Regions from separate parts of the Mus musculus genome. Here region 2 is linked to region 1. Evidence: chromatin contacts called from public HiChIP or PLAC-seq data. All regions are on one chromosome and are shown on one strand. The core of a region is the stretch at or near the end of the contact, and the rest is flanking DNA. Distances in the headings are between cores, read along the strand shown. Region 1 overlaps Itga2 (integrin alpha 2). Region 2 holds the start of Itga2 (integrin alpha 2).

Region 1 (3,822 bases), core at 747-3,246:
ATATGGTCTGCTTTTTCTTTTCTTTCTTTCTCTCTCTCTTTCTTTCTTTCTTTCTTTCTTTCTTTCTTTCTTTCTTTCTTTCTTTCTTTTTGTATTTTAAGGAGATCTGACATTTTTCTACTTCACATAAGTTTTCTCGACATTACTTATGGGTTACAGTATTAGTGATCTAAACTGAAGAGGGTCCTGTTCAAAATAATTCTATTTGTATTTATTATATGCATAGACTGTAGCTGTATTTATACAGTATTCCAGTAGCTGCTAAGGGTAATGCTTTCCTCAGAAGTTTATAAAATATTAAAGCTTTTTTTTACAGTATTGGTTTTTATGGTTGTACAAACAAAAAATGTAAACCAACCAAATATCTAATTAATACTGGAGTGGGTACATGAACTATGACTCATCCAGACATAGAATATATTAGATATGTATATCCTGATATGAAAACAACATGAAGATAGGAAATAATATTTTAGCACTGCATATGAGTAAGAAAAATGAGGACATGTGTGTATGTATGTGTATAACCTGCAGATGAATGAACTACGTGTGTGGAAAATGCTCTAAAATAGCCTTGTTAGTCATTTGTGGGGGCTGTCACTAAGGTGGTGGAGAATGCTAAACTCATTTTTCATTTTGAGTCTTACTGTAATGTTTGTATTTTCCAAATACACAAATGTAATGCTTTTACAAACGAGTCTCATGGGAACCTATCTGGGTGTAGGATCAGAAGTCCTTAGTTTAAATTTCTCCATCATGAAAACTTTGACTATATACCTTAACGTTGTAAGCACATACTATAGATGCTAGTCCTAGACTACATTAGAATAAAATTGCAATCAAGAACATACATAGCTAAGATGCCAGTACAGGGGAATTCGAGGGCCAGGAAGCAGGAGTGGGTGGGTTGGGGAGCAACGTGGGGAGAGGGTATAGGGGTTTTTCAGGATAGCATTTGAAATGTAAATGAAGAAAATACCTAATAAAATTGTTTTTTTTTTAAATAAAAGTCTTATTTTAATCCTCTATTTCCTGTTAACATATGTGAAAACACATAGACTTTCACCAAATGTGTTTAAGAGAATACGGAATCCTAAACATTAGAAAAAGTTCCAGAGAAATGGCGATTCACATCATGGTAGCTTTGTCATCAATCACTTGTTTGTTTGTTTGTTTTAGCAAAGAGACTTTTTCTTTTTCTTCTCTCTCTCTCTCTCTCTCTCTCTCTCTCTCTCTCTCTCTCTCCCTCCCTCCCTTACTCCCTCCCTCCCTCCCTTCCTTCTTTCCTTCTTTCCTTTCTTTCTTCCTTTCTTTTCTTTTTTCTTTTTATTTTTTTGAAACTGTAGCTACTGTGTGGCTCAGGGCTAGACAACATGGGTGTGTTTTGTTTCGACTTGTGTCTTTGTGACTCACTTGGTACAATGTGTTGTTTTTACCTTTGCTCAAGTGTCTCCAGCTTCAGACAGGATAGCACACACTCCTTTTCAGGTTTGTTTTGTGATTTATTACACAAGCTGTATGCTCCATGCTTCCCTGGACTGGGCTGGAAAGGCCCAGTCAAAGAATGTAGTTACCCATAGAATTATTGGGAAATCAGTATTGTGCTTTTTCAGGGGTCTTTGGTTTCCAAGAGGAAGTGGCCTTAGTTCTCAGAGTGAACTCAGATGGGATTTGTCTGTAGCCCTTGTTGGTTTTGTATACCATGCATTTCCCAAGACACCTGCTCCTTGCAACAAGTCAAGCTAATTTGTGTCTACTAGTTACATTTTAACCACTGTCCTCCTGTTGACCTGTGTTTGGAAGACAAGAAAAGGGAAGAAAGCCTTTCCTCGTGGATGCCTTCCTTTGGAAAATCCCCCATTTCTTCCTGGTTGGAAGAAATCCACCATCAGTCATGTCTGGGGTTTTCCATTTAAGGAGTGAGACTTAGGCCAGTTTCCACATCAGCTTATTCCGCCTGTGACTCTGTTTTATATTGTTTGTGCTCTGTCTAAGATGTGGTGCTGGGGACTTCCGTGCCCAAGAACAGGTATATGGCTCGACATCCAGGATGCATTTAATGATCAGGGCAGTGAGAAATACAGGCAATTGTCAAAGCCCCAAGGGTATGATTCGGTGTCTAAGGATCAAGGGGATATTATTGCTGTTTGATTTTTGTTTTTTGTTTGTTTGTTTTATTGTTTTTTTTTGATACAGCTCAGGCATCTCACCACCTTTAGTGGATGTTGACATACGTTACAATCATAAACATATACATTAGAAAAAGTTGCAGTGAGATGGTGATTCACATCATGGTAGCTTGACCTACGTAACATATGTTGACATATGTGGCAAAAACATTTTTCCTCTGTTATCCTGGTGCTATTCTGAGTCAATAAACCTCAAAGGTCAAAGTGTCCCTTGGCATCAGTTTATCTGCATATTTGACATCTAGTTGACTGGTGGGAAATAATGTCATAATCTAAGACTGAATAAACAGAGGATTGTCTGTGGTAATGAGCTCAATGATTTATGTACCAAGGGGTAAAAAAGATACCCACCCAAGCTGTCAGGGGTAAAAAGCTACCCACCCAAGCTTTCAGGGGTAAAAAGCTACCCACCCAAGCTTTCAGGGGTAAAAAGCTACCCACCCAAGCTTTCAGGGGTAAAAAGCTACCCACCCAAGCTTTCAGGGGTAAAAAGCTACCCACCCAAGCTGTCAGGGGTAAAAAGCTACCCACCCAAGTAGCAGCCTTCACCTACCGGGTTAAGTGAAGTTCGGCATCATACAGGAGAGGAATCGTGAGACTGACCGAATTGTCTGCTTTGTTTGTTTCTTGGCTCTCACTATTGAAACAAATATTAGACAGCACTTAAAGAGAAATCTCATAAAAAGCTCCCAACCAGGAGTTTATGATTCCATTGCATCTTACCTGAAGGCTTGGAAATTGATGGCCGCCTGGTTCTGGAGGTTTTGAAGATTAAAGTCGAAGTTAATGGTAAAAGTCACCTACACAGGACATTGAAATCCATCAGTCCACGATGCTCTATGCCAGGAAAATGTTCTCTAGCAAGATCAACCCATTCTTGCGGAATTCTTAATATTGTCTTAAGATGTTGAGTGGCTTTAGCTTGTTGATCTGAGAACAGAGCTTAGCTTCTCTCAGATACACGCACTGTGGAGCTACGTTTGTCAGAACTGCCAAGTTTTGTGCTGACCTGAAAACATCACTTCTAGCACTTTGACAAATATTGGCCAACATAGCCACACAAAAGAACATTCTGTGTTGTATGTGCACGTGGGAAAAGGTACATGTAGGAAATGCGACCTTTGCTAGCCATTTAAACAAAGCAACCTCAGCGAGGGAACCCTGTCCAGGTATGTAGCTGCTTTGTGGTGTCTGTTAAATGGTGTCCAGGAAGGACAGTGCTCTCAATACAATACATGTGGAGAGCATGGACTGGAGCATGCACACTGTACCTGCTGTTCACTCTTTAAGGCAGGGTATCCCACATCACAGGTAACAGATTTCTGCGATGAACCAACCTCACATGTTACTTCTGTTCCATCGACCTGAACAGGACCAAAGAAATAACAATTAAGTGTGTGGTGTGTGTATGTGTGTGTAGTGTGTATGATGTTGTGTGTATATGTGTATATATGTGTGGTGTGTATATGTGTGGTATGTATATGTGCAGTGTGTATATGTGTGTATATATGTGTGTGGTATGTGTATGCATGTGTGTATATATGTGTGTGTATATATGTATGTATGTGTGTGCATACCCACACTGAAATGTATACAAGGACATCTTAGTGGTGATATTGTTTTTTATTTAAAT
Region 2 (3,928 bases), core at 1,155-3,654, 79 kb after region 1:
CTCGTGAGGGGATTATGGGAAAAAGAGATTTGAATCTAAGTGCTAAAATAAGATCCAAAATGAGTTTGCGTCTAGTGTTGTCTGCCCGTGTGCTGTGGAGAATGTAAGGTGTAGAGACACACATTTATGCTTGCCTTTACATTTTAACTTCTGTATATATTTGCATCACAATTGTGCATGTCTGTGATCTATAAATAATAATAAGTGTGTCTGTTTAGTGCTATGTTCAAAATGTTCATATAGGGAGGATAAAATGAAAGTTTAAAGTACCAGGGACCTAGAACTTTCAGCTGCATCTCAACCTTAGATACCCAAAATATCCAAAATTATGTTGCCCACTTATGAATCTCCACTGCTCTCTTAAATGGCAAAACTTGATTGTATGATTTTATTTAATTAGATGATTAAAATAAAGAGAAAATGTGGTCCTTAGATATACAAACAACTGAACCAGAAAGAGAGAAATAAACACGTGGAGTCATTTTATACAGGTGTCATATAAATCCTGTCTGCTTTCTGACATTGAATCATCCCAATTAACTAACTGCAGAAGAAAACTGGGTACCTGACTTCATGCCTTTCGGCAACACATTCCACCCAGGTCCTTCTCAAGGGCTCCTCCCAGAACAAGCCTCAACATTTCAAAGATCAGAAAATGGTGCTGTGCTTCGATGGCTCCTTTTAATAATACCGACAATTAAAAAGAGATGAAAAGCCAGGGTTTGGGTTTCTAGTTCCTCTTAGGAGAGAGAGAGTTCCAGAGTCTGAAGGTCAGAATCCAATCCAACTGTCTTAAACCCCTAGATTAGACCCGATGGCCCCTCAGATCAACTGTGTTTCTCTAGGGCAGAACATGTGTGAGGCATGGGGGCACAGGTTAGCGTCCCAACAATTAGCAGTGCTCTGTGTCTGCGACAGAATCGGGATAGGGACATATTTCTCTCTTCTCCAACAGACAAAAAATTCCACAAGGCGAACCTGGACTAGTTTTCCTCAACCTTAAAGAAAGATGAACCTCAGAGAAGCACAGATTAAGGAATGCTTTCTGCTGGGGCGTGGTGGCGCACACCTTTAATCCCAGCACTTGGGGGGCAAAGGCAGGCGGATTTCTGAGTTCGAGGCCAGCCTGGTCTACAAAGTGAGTTCCAGGACAACCAGGGCTAGACAGAGAAACCCTGTCTAGAAAAAAAAAAAAAAAAAAAAGGAATACTTTCCTTCTTTGTAAAAATTAAGTGACATCCAGTGACCACTTTGCTATTTTGTTAGCTGTTTAATGCAATCCCCCCCACACACACACCGTCCCCTCCCATCTCCCCTCAACTACCTTAAAATCCTTCATCTTGGGCATGACCAGGCTGTGGATAAAGGTGGAGAGAAAGTTCTCCTGAGCCTCTCAGCAGCCTGCCTTCCCCACTCTCCTTCCTTACTTAATGCAAAGGAAGTCAGGTCAGGCAGCCTGGCACCAGTCTCAGCTAATCCCCTTGCCTTGTGGATCAAGAGAGTGGAGAGAACCAGCCTAAATTTACTTTCTTTGAAGGACATTACAACAATAAAAGGAAGGCAGGAGGGAAGGAAGAGTGCCCCCTCTGCCTAGTTGATTGGCTTTTCTTCCTCCTATGGAAAGAAACACCAGTGCTCCTTCCTGAAATAAGAATAGGGGGCATTGTGCGCGCGGGGTGAAAAATACACATCAAAGTTTCCTGCAAAGCCACCCTTTGAGAGCTGCATGCTGCAGCCCAGAGCTGGATCCCCGGTTCCTGGTTCAGAGCTAGTTCAGCACCTGCTGGGGATCCGCGGGAAGCTGGGAGGCTGGATGCGTGGTCTGCTGGCCACCCACAAACGCTCCAAATCTGTGGGTGTGAGAACATCTCTAAACCCAAACCTCTTAGAAAGATGACTTTGAAGGATGCTTGATCGGGTGAAACACGTCTTAATGAGGATGTGGGGTGTGTGTGTGTGTGTGTGTGTGTGTGTGTGTGTGTGTGTGTGTCTGTGTGTCTGTGTCTGTCTGTCTGTCCTGTTTGTTCAAGTGGCTCCACGAAGCCTGGATCCCGAGTCCACATAGATGCAGAGCAGACATCGCCAGCTCCAGAGCAGCACTCGATCCCTCCCTGGTCTTCTAGGACCAAAGCGGGTCTCTCCAGCCTCGGACGCGGACGCGCAGTGGAGTTCAGACTTACCTTGAACTAGCATTAGCAGCCGCAGCAGGAGCGCGCCCCCTGCCTGTCCCGGTCCCATCTTGGGTCTGCGCTGGGGAATCTAAAGTGCTCTGGGGGTGCACACAGTATCCTCGATCCAGGGCTCCCAGAGGCTAGACTTTCCAGAAACTGTACGGAGGAGTTCTCTCCAGCCTGAATGAGAGCAAGGAAAAGTTGCTTGCAGCTTCTGAGCTAGGAACCGCCCCTGCCTGCCCCTCCAGCCTGGGCAAACTCCGGATCTGTCCTGCCACGCCCCACGGAGCCCAGCCCCTCAGCGTCTGTGGCTCCTCCAGCGCTCTGAAAAAGGAGTCAAGATCCATGGACGCCCACGGAGCCCTCGGCATCTTACAGACAGTGCGGACGCGACTCCAGCCCGGTGGCTTTTTCCTACCTGTACCAAACTGTTCTAGCTCACCAGACCCAAGAGCTCAGGATCCACCCACAACCAACATCTCTTCGTCCTCTGTCCACAGGAAACTAACTCCTAGGCAGTTCCCTCCACCCCCCAACGCAGTTGTATCAAGCCATAGCCCTCAATAACTCAGAAGAAGAGCCAGGGGACCTGAACAGTGTGTGCCCTTCTCTGCTTTTCCTGAGTGGGTGGAGAAAGGGACAGAAATAAGCTCGGAATGACCAGGTTCGACACTAAGTCATCAGAAAGAGCTGCTCTCAAGCTATGATTATCCCTGAGGTACTATTTTTGCACCACAGAGGGGTGTGAGGGAGAGAGAGGGGGGTGGGGATTGTTCATTTCTGAGACGATGAGGAGTTGGATCACTGAGTTTACCTGATTTATTTCAGGACAGGTGAGAAGAGTTGACAGGGGCTCAAATGCAGTGGGTCTCAACCTTTCTAGTGCCGCGACCCTTCAACACAGTTCTTTATGTTGTGGTGACCTCAACATTATTATCGTTTAAAATTATTATCGTTGCTACTTCTCTGATTCTGAATTGTTATGTAACATCTGTGTTTCCCAATATCTTAGGGTACACCGATGGAAGGGGGGTCGCAACCCACGGGTTGAGAATCTCTCCTCCTGAGCTCGTGCCTTGCCATTTCCCAAACTTTCCGATTCTGGAAAGACAGCATTCATCTGGGTCTTTCACTTTTGAATCCAAGAAATAGAACATGCACTTTTAATCGTCTTTAAACCCAATATCCGTAGAAGCTCAGCCGCAGGTTCCTGCCCATTGATGAGGCTAGAATTATTCCAGTGCCTACTTTCTGAAGCACTCAAAAGGTTTTGTAAAATAAAGAATTGCTTGTCTAATGGCTATTGCTCATTCAAAATCTCTTGGGAGCAGGCCTCTGAGCAAGAAGGGACTCCCCAGGTCCATAGAGCAAGCGAGCAACTTCCAGGTGGGACAGACGTAGCCACTTGGGAAAAGCCAAACGCTTTAAACCTATTTATAAAACGGTAGGTAGAACTGGAACCTCTACTTCTTTGTGTGTGTGCATATGTGTGCAGGTTTATGTGTGCTGATGTGTGTGTTTGTGTAGACACACATGTATGCCCGCCAGGGGACAAACCTAAGTGTTATTCCCTACAACCATCCACCTTTTGTGTTGCGATAGTCTATCACCGGATTGGATCTTGCCAAATAGGCTAGACTGGATGACCAGCTAGACTCATGACGGTACCAAGTTGGAGCTCACCGGCCGCTAGAACTTATGATTAATGTCCTATATTCAGCACCCTCGAACCTCATAGCCCCCAGGCTGCCTCACTC

Evidence for each region. HiChIP or PLAC-seq counts read pairs in DNA pulled down with a chosen protein or histone mark.
Region 2: a contact with region 1 is called in an HNF4G HiChIP or PLAC-seq map of pancreatic cancer cells. The contact joins the promoter of Itga2 here to the enhancer-like site in region 1. A contact is called at or near these places in 7 of 39 promoter capture datasets (the 3T3-L1 cell line, HPC-7-derived erythroid cells, embryonic stem cells and 3 more), 1 of 15 datasets of contacts at CTCF or cohesin (CD8 T cells), 7 of 484 Hi-C or Micro-C datasets (CD4 T cells, bone marrow-derived DN2 thymocytes, cortical neurons and 4 more), 7 of 115 datasets of contacts at active chromatin or transcription factors (CD8 T cells, embryonic stem cells, fetal liver and 4 more) and 4 of 9 other capture datasets (adipose tissue, embryonic stem cells, liver and 1 more).

The regions. Positions count from the first base shown.
Region 1 is chr13:114,850,960-114,854,781 of GRCm38.p6, forward strand. It overlaps Itga2 (integrin alpha 2), which reads right to left. Exons shown (of 30, transcript NM_008396.3): 21 at 3,461-3,553; 22 at 2,913-2,989; 23 at 2,743-2,826. Among named protein-coding and RNA genes, the nearest start is that of Mocs2, 35 kb to the left of the region's middle. Within about 2 kb of position 1,997, at least 36 of the 459 cell types and tissues checked have an H3K27ac peak or open chromatin away from gene starts, as enhancers often do. A contact at or near this core is called in pancreatic cancer cells, where this site is marked.
Region 2 is chr13:114,929,696-114,933,623 of GRCm38.p6, forward strand. It overlaps Itga2 (integrin alpha 2), which reads right to left and starts at 2,405. Exons shown (of 30, transcript NM_008396.3): 1 at 2,181-2,405. The coding sequence starts at 2,238.